2 separate regions of the Mus musculus genome follow, and region 2 is linked to region 1. The links are chromatin contacts, called in public Hi-C maps. All regions are on one chromosome and are shown on one strand. The core of a region is the stretch at or near the end of the contact, and the rest is flanking DNA. Distances in the headings are between cores, read along the strand shown. Region 1 holds the start of 1700020N01Rik (RIKEN cDNA 1700020N01 gene). Region 2 holds the start of Platr6 (a long non-coding RNA gene).

The links. A called contact is a pair of places that touch in the nucleus more often than the background predicts.
Region 2: a contact with region 1 is called in a Hi-C map of bone marrow-derived macrophages, with 20 read pairs. The contact joins the promoter of Platr6 here to the promoter of 1700020N01Rik in region 1. A contact is called at or near these places in 15 of 39 promoter capture datasets (the 3T3-L1 cell line, the C10 cell line, the HPC-7 cell line and 9 more), 5 of 484 Hi-C or Micro-C datasets (bone marrow-derived macrophages, brown adipocytes, cerebellar granule neurons and 2 more), 1 of 115 datasets of contacts at active chromatin or transcription factors (fibro-adipogenic progenitors) and 3 of 9 other capture datasets (adipose tissue, embryonic stem cells and liver).

What each region holds. Positions count from the first base shown.
Region 1 is chr10:21,591,233-21,596,157 of GRCm38.p6, forward strand. 1700020N01Rik (RIKEN cDNA 1700020N01 gene) reads left to right here and starts at 1,913. Exons shown (of 3, transcript NR_027968.1): 1 at 1,913-2,002; 2 at 2,100-2,340.
Region 2 is chr10:21,855,178-21,860,102 of GRCm38.p6, forward strand. It overlaps Platr6 (a long non-coding RNA gene), which reads right to left and starts at 3,061. Exons shown (of 5, transcript XR_001779731.1): 1 at 2,917-3,061.

The DNA.
Region 1 (4,925 bases), core at 663-3,162:
CCTAGGAATACATAAGGCTGTGAAAGGCCTTTGCAACCACAGTTTCAAAATGGTGAAGAAAGAAATTGAAGAAGACCCTACAAGGAGCAATCTATGGATTCATGTAATGCCCATTAAAATCCAATGTCATTTTTTACAGAAAAAGAAAAATATGCTAAAATTCAAATAGAAACACAAAGGATAGTGAATGGCCCAAGTAACACAATTTCACATTATAGTGCAGAGCTATAGGAACAAAAAGGGAACAGATAATGTGGCACTGACAAAATACACAAAGAAACTAGTGAAACAGCAGAGCCCAGCTTCAACTGTGGGTTCATATGGGGTCATGTGTGAGTGTGGCCAAACAAACAAACCAACAAAACAAACAAACAAACAAAACCAGTAATAAAAATGAGGTGTTTCTGGCAGTGCTTGTCCGTACCGAATCACATGACTTCACTGACGCCTTGGTCCTCAATACACTGATGGTAGAGTTTGAATACAACAGAGTTTTACTCAGCCATTAAAAAGATCAAAATTATTCCATTTGTAGGAAAACGGTTGAAACTGGAAATCATCATCTAAAGACATATAAGCCAAAACAGAAAGACAAAGCTACATTTACTCTCACATGCAGAATCTAGGTATAATAATAATAATAATAATAATAATAATAATAATAATAATAATAATAATACATGGAAGTGGAAGTGAGACAATTTGAGAAGAGACCGCAGTTGTAGGGAACTGTGGTATTTGGTTATGAATAGTCCCCACAGGCTTGTATATTTGAACGCTTGGTCTTCAGGGGATGGTGGTACTTGGCAGGGATTAGGAGGCGGGCCTTGTTGAAGTAGGTGGGGCCTTGTTGGAGGAAGTGTGTCACTAGGCCTGGGCTTTGGGGTTTAAAAAGTCTAAGCCAGTCTAATAGTCTCGCTCTTCCTGTTGCCCACCAACCAGGATGCAGAGCTCTCAGCTACTTCTCCAGCACCAGGTTTGCCATGAAAACGATGGTCTAAACTCTGAAACTGTAAGCAAGCTCTAATTAAACACTTTCTCTTGTAAGAGTTTCTGTAGTCATGGTGTCTCTTCACAGCAAGAGGACACTATGACAGGGACAAAAGATAGTAATTCAGGGATATGTTTAAAATATATCACAACATATACATGTATGAAAACGCCAATGAGACCCATTATTCGAGACATTCAACTAAAATAACGCCTAAAATGAGAAAAATTAGACCGACCAAATTGGTGTCGACCAATTAGCAGTATCAGGTAACTAATTATCACTTTAAAAATCCTTCCCAGGCTGGTGTGATTGGCTCACACCATTAATCTGTACTTAGGAGGCAGAGCCAGGAGGATTGCAATGAGCTGGCGGTTGGTTTGTGTTACCGAGTAAGACCTTGCTTAGAAGTAATAAATCTCCCCAAATGTAATTTTCATAAGCATAACAGATACCTATAGTAAGTAGAATAATGCAAGAGTTTTAAAATGCCCGGGTACGTATGGAAATATCACACTTAGTCCCATTCACTTATAGAATCAATGAGAGTACGAAATAAAAATAGAAAGCACTTCATATTAATGAACAATATCCTAGCCAAGGGTCTAGCCAAGGCAATCGGCGTTTTCTAAAAAGTGGATAGTTTCTGATATCGCAGTGTATGAAATATTGCTTCCAAAATTAGTATGATTATACGTATCAACCCTCTCAGATAACCAACAACTAGTATGGACATGACTGGACTTGAAGCTGAGACTTCTCTGGGCTTTGTAATGTCTGCAGTCGGCTTTCCCTAAAGCCTCATGCAAACATGGCTGATACTCCGGGGTTTACAACACACTGCGGCAGGGGAGGGGCGGGACTTCCAGGGCGGAATTTTCGGTGACATCACCACAGAAAGTTCGTTAAAGCAAGGGCTTTGGCTGCGTTCTGGAAGTAGGGCCCGAGGTCTGTCGGTGGGGTGGCTTCTGCAGCGTGTGGCCGTGTGACCCCACGGAGGTGACCTCCCAGGTGAGTCCTCCGCGTCCCTCGGTGGTGATCAGTGTGTCGTCCTGAGATGTAGTGTCGTGGATACCCAGTGTGCCCTCTTCTCTCGTCTCTTCCACAGAGCGGCTGAGGTTGAGAACCCATTGAGCAGCTAGGCCCCAGTGTATGCGCTGATCCTATGGCGGAGGCCCGTGGGAACCAAGGCGAGAGCTGTGTGAGCCTGGAGGACGTGTGCCTGCGTTTCACTGCAGAGGAGTGGGGTCTCCTCGATGACACTCAGAAGCTCCTGTACCACAACGTGATGCTGGAGAATTTCTTGCTTGTGCTGTCCCTGGGACTTCCGATTTCCAAATCCTTCCCAGGTACCCCAGCGATAGATGCTGTCTTAGTCAGGGTTTCTATTCCTGCACAAACATCATGACCAAGAAGCAGTTGGGGAGGAAAGGGTTTATTCAGCTTACCCTTCAATACTTTCTCTGTGATAACTCCAGCTGTGTCAAGTTGACACAAACCCAGCCAGTACAGATGCCAATAGGGACTCCCTGTTAACCAAAGCATGATGGCGTAGGTAATCTAAGCTCGCTCCCGAGGTTGATGTGGAGGATGAAGGATGTGAGCAGAGCATCTTCAACAAATGCTTCACACCCTGAAGCTTAGCTCTGTAAGAGTGTTAGGCATCAAATAAAAAATTTAACCAGTTATCCAGCCTGGAGAACCCACTGCATAGTAGCCATGTGGAATGTCTAATATTTAGGAGACTCTTGTTAAATTTGCAGTAGAGTCATAAGATAATCTTTGAAAGGGGAAAAGGCTGGTCTTCATTTGTGGAGAGCTGTAGTCCCAAGTATCAGAGAAGTTACAGAAGGGCTCAGTGAGCCCCGTACTTGCCCATACACTGGACAGATGTGGAATAATTTTCAGTCACAAAAAATGAATTTGTTCAGCATGAGCAGTTTCACAGCAAAAAAGAGCCTCTGTGTGTGTGTTAGTGAGTGAGTGTGTGTGTGTGTGTGTGTATTATTTAGCATACTTCCAAGCTTTTATACCTGAGATTTCACAAAGGATCACAATCTTCTAAGTATGATGGATGTAGGAGAACTTTCTAATTCAAATACATACCTGCTAGGCTCCTCTAACTTCACAGTGGGGGTAAGGTCTCAGGTATGGAAAAGTTCTAGTAAAAGTTTAATCTCTAAAACATCCATTGTTAAATATGAGAAATGGCCACACCATAGAAATGTGTGTAAGTGATAAATTTGGGGAATCATCTCATTTTTATAACACAAGGAAACTCACAGCAGAGAAAAGCCTTATGTGCAGTAGATGAAAACCTCCATCAATATATCCTACCTCACTCAACACAAGAAAGGCCATATGGCGAACTTTCAGTTGCGTGACTGGAAAATACTTCAGTGGTCACTTCACTTATATCAGATTTCACATAGCAGTAATGCCTTAAATACTTGACAAATGTCGGAAACTCTAGAGAAGATGCTTTCAATGAGCTTACCATGTGAAAATGCACATTGACTAAATACCTCATAAGTATAGGACTTCTAGTAACCTTTTGAGTCGACTCTTTCAAGCCCATTTAATACCAGAGATTTCACGGTGGAAGAGAGAGAGAGAGTTAGAGTTTGGAAAATGCATGCTTTGTTTGACATCTCATGAATCACAAATAGTTACTAGTAGTAATAACTTCCTGTTGAAGCCAGTGATCAGAAGTTGAACTCTACCTTAGTTGTCTGCTGAGGAGAGATGTCCTGCTTGAGTTATGTGCATACACAGTGCTTTCAGGAGGACTCTGGTCCCCAGGGTTATGTGTCATCTGTCACCACTTACTCTCTTCTGGTTTCTCTAGAAACTGACTTGTCCCAGCAGTCAGTTGTGCAGTTTACCTCCATCCCTCCAAAGTACCCGGGGAAGGTAGATTCTATGCTGTCTCCTGATTCCTTGGAAAGAATGGAGGGATCTAAGCTTGCTAGAAGTCCACATTCCCTCCTCCTGATGCCTTTAGTGTATATATGGCACAGCTTCTGAAAGAAACCTTTGAGCTTGGATCTGCTGCAAGTATCCAAAGGTTTTCAGTCTTTGGGGTTTCTTAACTGTGTGTGCGACTGCTGGGCTGGATTCCTTCAGTCTCCAAAACATGCACCCTTGGGATTTCTGGCTTTCATTGACCTGTTGATGCAATGACTTAATGCTTACTTAACTTTGTACTGTTCTTTTCAGTATATGAAAGTGGCTTAGGAAAAGAATTGACTTTTACCACCATGCAGGAAGGGACACCTTTTGTGGGCACCTCAAAGTTAGTGTCTTAGATAGAACAACAAGGTGGCAGACAGTCCAACATCTAATTTGGTCTAGTTAGCATTGGTGTCTAAGGACTTTGGACCTGGCTACGACTGTTGGTCTCTCAAAAGCCTCTCCCAAGGTTACCCCAGTGAAGGGAATGTTAGTATGATAACATCTAATGCTTTAGTCCCTTCATTTAGGGAATAATCAACATTCCCAGGCTTAGTCAATGCTCTATTGCTGTGAAGAGACACCACGGCCATGGCAATTCTCATAAAGGAAAGCATTTAACTGAAACTTGCTTATATTCAGAGCACAAGGACCTGAGCTTAAATATCTAGCACCAGGTAAAAAGGTAGGCATGGTCACAAGGACCTGTAACCCCAGTACTGGGAGGGTGGAGCCAAGAGGATCCCTGGAGTGCACTGGATGGATACTGAGCTCCAGGTGGGCAACAGAGCCTGCCTAAAATGAATGAAGCAGAGGACAGAATGAGACACATGCTCTGGCCTCCACAACTCTGTGCCTACATAACACACACAAAAAGAGAAAGAAAGCCAATAAACAACTTTTTCTTGCTGTAGGTGTAGGGGTTTTCTTCCACTGTGAATGCTTGCTCCTTACTGTATCTTCCCCTGTTAATTATTCATGT
Region 2 (4,925 bases), core at 1,811-4,310, 270 kb after region 1:
AACCTCCTGTGGTTATAACCATCTACAGAGCTGCCTCACTATCAGCCAAAGGCATCCTCGGGCCAGCCTGCATCCTTCCATCCTCTGCTCTCACTTCCTGGCTCGCTCCACCCCGCAGTGTTCTTCAATGGTGTTGAACCCCTACGACAAGCCACTTACTTTGGGCTCTTACTCATGTTAGCCCTCTGCCTGGAACGTTCCCCTTCCTTCTGTGGTTTGTTGGTGGTGTATGAATTCTCCCACGTTCAGCTGGAATATCCCTTCCTGTAGAGAGGCCTTACTTAACTCCCAGCCAAGGGTTATGATCTGATTATTTGCAGTGGAGAATAATGCCAGTCATGACTCTTGGCACCTCTTATTGTAACTCCCTGTTACGTACATGAGCCCACCTCACTCTTAGTTCCCAGTTGTAATCTTCCGTTTTCTGAGAGCAGGAACTCAGTCTACTTTCCTCTCTGCTATAACCCCAAGAGCGAGGCTAGGGCCTCCCATCAGGAATATTTAATAAAGAAGTTATCAACTGAAACGCATGCTTAATTTCCTGAGCACCGAGTCAGTGAATAAGAGAATCTTGGGATAAATTTTAGACAAAGTTTCCCAAGATAGGTTCTGCAAGATAAAGACACCCTTCCACGTCTCCTTGAAACCTTGGAAGAAGAATGTCAAAGATGGGGCCTTCCTGTAGCTAAGAAGAGCTTTGTATTCTCTCGCTCATGTTGGGGAGACATCACTATTAACCTGAAAAATACCCAAACCGGACAGTACTGCATTAAAATAATCCAGTCCTGTACTTAAACAATAAAAGGTTGAAATGTGGAAAAGAACAAAAAAGATTCATAATCAAATAAATGTTAATAACTGTCAAAAAGAGAACTGGGCACATAGCCCAAATTAGCTTCTGTGAGGCTCAGGGGTTGATCCTTGGTCTGGGAGAGAGAAAGGGAAAGGAACTTGGAAAAGTTAGCAGCCCACATTGCTCATGTGTGAGGTCTGAGTGTGGATGGCAGCCACATACCATCAGCAGCACCATTTTTAACGGGTAGCGCCTCGTCCCATAGGCCTCTACCTTCTATGCCCCCTGGGCTCTACCTTGACAACACCTGGGACCAGCAGAGATGGTGCTGTGTTTGAGGGACAACTTTCAACTTTCACCAGCTTTAGAAAGGAATCTAAGTTTCTTAGCAAGGTGGAGCCATCTCTTGAGCTCACTTTGACCCACCTCTCCTTCCGTATTTCACCTCCTATATTTTTCCTTCCTTCTTTCTTTCCTTCTTTCTTTCCTTCCTTCCTTCTTCCTTCCTTCCTTCCTTTCTTTCTTTCTTTCTTTCTTTCTTTCTTTCTTTCTTTCTTTCTTTCTTTCTTTCTTTCTTTCTTTCTTTCTTTCTTTCTTTCTTTTTTCTCTTCTCCAACAGGATCTCATGCAGTTCATACCGGCCACAGACTTGCCATGTAGCCCTTGCTGGCCTCGAACAGCCAATCTCCCTCCTCCCACCTCTGCAGGGCTCATGTGAGGCATGTGTATACACTGGGGCTCAGACCCAGAGCCTTGTACACACCAGGCAACCCTTGGTATACACCCACAGGCCCTCTCACCTGTTCCTTTCCTCTTTGCTCAGAGACACAATGCTCTTCCACATGTCAATCAACAGGTACTCCTGTTTGCCCGGTCCCAGAACTCCCCAACCCGCCCATCAATTCGGCTCGCCAACTTTCACTTATCCATGGAGGCTCAGCCCAGCCCAGCCCAGCCCAGCCCAGCCCAGCCTAGCCTCCTTCCCATGCTCAGCCTGGATTCCTCTCTGCCCTCACTGTCTCTGCTCTTCCCTTCAGTATATTTATAGTTTGATTTTGTTGTTGTTTGAAATGGGTTTCACTATGGAGCCCAGGCTGGCCTTGGGATGACTTATGTGAGCCATGATAGCTGGCTAACATTTATTCTTTGAGAGCATTTGTTTGCTGCCTTCTACCAGCCTGACCTGGAATCACTTCAGGGATACTCTGAGGACAAGCCAGACCCCTTCACAAGCATCTATGCCCACTTCAGGATGAGCATGGTGCTTTGGCTAGTCAACAAGTCTTTGCTCAAATATACTAAAGATTGTAATCATCTTTTGAGGAACCTATCCTCTGCTTGAATACTAGAAGGCACCTTTTAAACAGCCTGTCGATAACGGGTTTCCTATCAAATTCTAACTTTAAAAAATGATTTTGCCATACATCATTTGCCTTTCAGTGCAGTCAATAAATTCACACAGTTTGGGGGTGGGGTGGGGAAAGAAGTATCCCAGTGTCTCCTTTTCAGGGCTATTACCACAGACAACCCTCCTGATAGCACACACCTGAGCATCTGGCTACTAGCCAGAAAGGAAAGCATTGCAGGCCTTGTATGCATCTTTTGCTCCCAGAGTTCTCAACCATTTCCCCATCTAAGTATCAGGCCTGACCCCCCTTAGCTTCTGATATCAAACAAGAACTTTTTCCTAAGGCTGAATAGGTACAGTACTTTGTGAGGATTCATGCAATCTGCAGTCAGGCACTGGAATTTGTTTCTGAGGGAGGAGGCATCCAAGAAGTCCTCTCGTGCTCCGCCCTGGCGCCTGCCCTGAGCGCACAGAGGCCAGCACGTCTGCACCCAGCCAGGAAAGGGCAGGGCAGGCACCACCAGCTTGGGACAGCGGCAGGATGCTCAGCCCCTTCCAGGCTCCGCTGCAGTCCCCAGGGACCAGAAGCTCTGACACCACTGAGCTTGTCCCGGGCCTTTGGCACAGTGTGAGGCCTGTTGGTTCTGGACATAGCCTTGCATAAACCCGGCACACTGCCCACAGCCTGTGCACTATAACTTTAGTGCTTGCTCTGGGACAACACGCTGCACAGCTATGAAGTATCAACTTTTCTTACCCTGTGCAGAGTGCCTACCTGCAATCTGTTTGAAATAATGCCTCCAATCTGGTGTGCAGCTCAATGGTGTGGACGTTTCTTTTGAGTTTAACATTACTGTTTCCATCTTGATTGGAGCAGTTTTCATTGGCAGGAAGCTCTCCGGAGACCAGGCCCAGTGAATTCCCCTGTCAATCACAGAGGGAGAGGAGAGGTAGATAGGGATCCAAGGCCCTTCTATTCCTGCCCCCACCTCCCACCCCCCACCCCCGCTCCACTGCCTGCTTTACATGAGGTAAATAATTGCCTGCCTGGGACTCTTTGGTGGTGTGGTTGCCTATGGGTTTGCTAAGGGAATCATCAGTGGAATAGCTTTCCATAAGTCTGTGCTGGGGGTGGGACTCTGCAGTGATGTAACTGCTGCCTTTAGCTACCCTATGTTTCTGCAAGTAAACCCAGTAGTTTCATCGGTTTGCCAAGATGGACTTGGGTCCATCAGTATCCTCCCTACCTGGGTTTTTCAGGAAAAAAAAAAAATGCCAAGACAAGCTGTATTGAACCTTCGACTCAAGGCTTGAGTGGCTCATAAACCATGATAAGAGCTCACTCGGCTTGCAGCTTGTCCGGTAGAAAGCGTCCTTGGCATGCGTAAGACCCTGCATTCAGTCCCTAACACCCCATAAAAGCAGGAGAGTTAATGCTTGCACTCGGGAAGCAGGAAAAGGGCCAAAAGGTCAAGGTCATCCTTGGCTAGTAGATGAAATCTCAAAGTAAACAAAGCAAACCATGACAATGATGACAGCTTTTAATGGTTTTCACATAGACCAACTCCATTAGCCCTACCAAGGGCTTTAAAAGAAGAAGCTGCCCTCCTCTGACTGATGAGGAAATAGAGATAAAGAGGGTCTGGGATGGGAAGGTTTATGCTGGCCTACGGTTTGAATCTGTCCAGGACACACAGAAACACACAGAGAGGGCTTCTAGGAAAAAAGGGTGCTGGTGAAAACAGAATTCCTGCGGAGCCCACTATGAGACTTACCCAAGTTTTAAACATACTAGTCACGGTGACTGCTAATTTAACTAAAAGATAAGGATTAGTTTGCAAAGGGGGACAGGGGAGATGGCGGGGTACTATAAACTTGGATTAGAGTCAGGGTGACAGTTTTTCTCTTTGGTGTGCTTTGCTTTCCTTGAAGTACAGACTAAAATGATAGTTTTAACTCTTCGAATAAAAAGGATTCAGACAGTTTCCTAATGGTACCAGGAATATGGCCCCAGGTGAAGACTCCCTGTTTCTACTTTTGTTTATTCCTCTTCCTATCCCTCCTCACACCAAACCTTTGCTATGTAGCCCAGGCTGGCCCAGACATCACAATCGTCCAGACCCAGCCTTCTCAGGGCTGGCAAAAGTGAGTTCGGTACATAATCTTAAGTGAAGAGTATACTTAGGTCCATCTTGTATCACTGGCTGTCCTAATTCCGGCTTTTACCTCCTATAAATCAGCTCAGCGCCTTTGCTCTGCCGTTCTGACCCCCAGCTAGTTAAGTGATGCTTCCATTGCCCTCTTCCTTCACAGCCACCTCTGCAGAGAAGCCTTCTCTGACCATCCCCTTGAAGTGAGGGTTCCCTCCATCTGCCCCGCTCCGCCCCTACTCCCACCCCACTCCCTTACCCTCTGCCATCAACTGTATTTCATATCTACTTATAGGAAAGTTCTGTGTCTTTCCACTAATATATAAATGTGAAGACAGACTTTTGTCTTTGATCTAACTGCTAAAATACCTACCCTCGAACAGCTTGTCAAAGTGTGAGTGGTTGTGATGGTAACAACCTGGAACATAATTAATGCAGTGATTGTCAACTTGACAGAATCTAGAATCACCTTGGAGACAAAGATCCCGGCATGTCAGTGAGGGATTTTTCTGGTTAACCTAGATTTTCTAGGGTAACCGAGGTGGGACGAGAAAGCAAGCTGAAGGCCCAGCAGCCATCCCTCTCTGCTTCCTGACTACAGACGTGAGCAGCCACCTTAGGCTCTTGGTGTCAA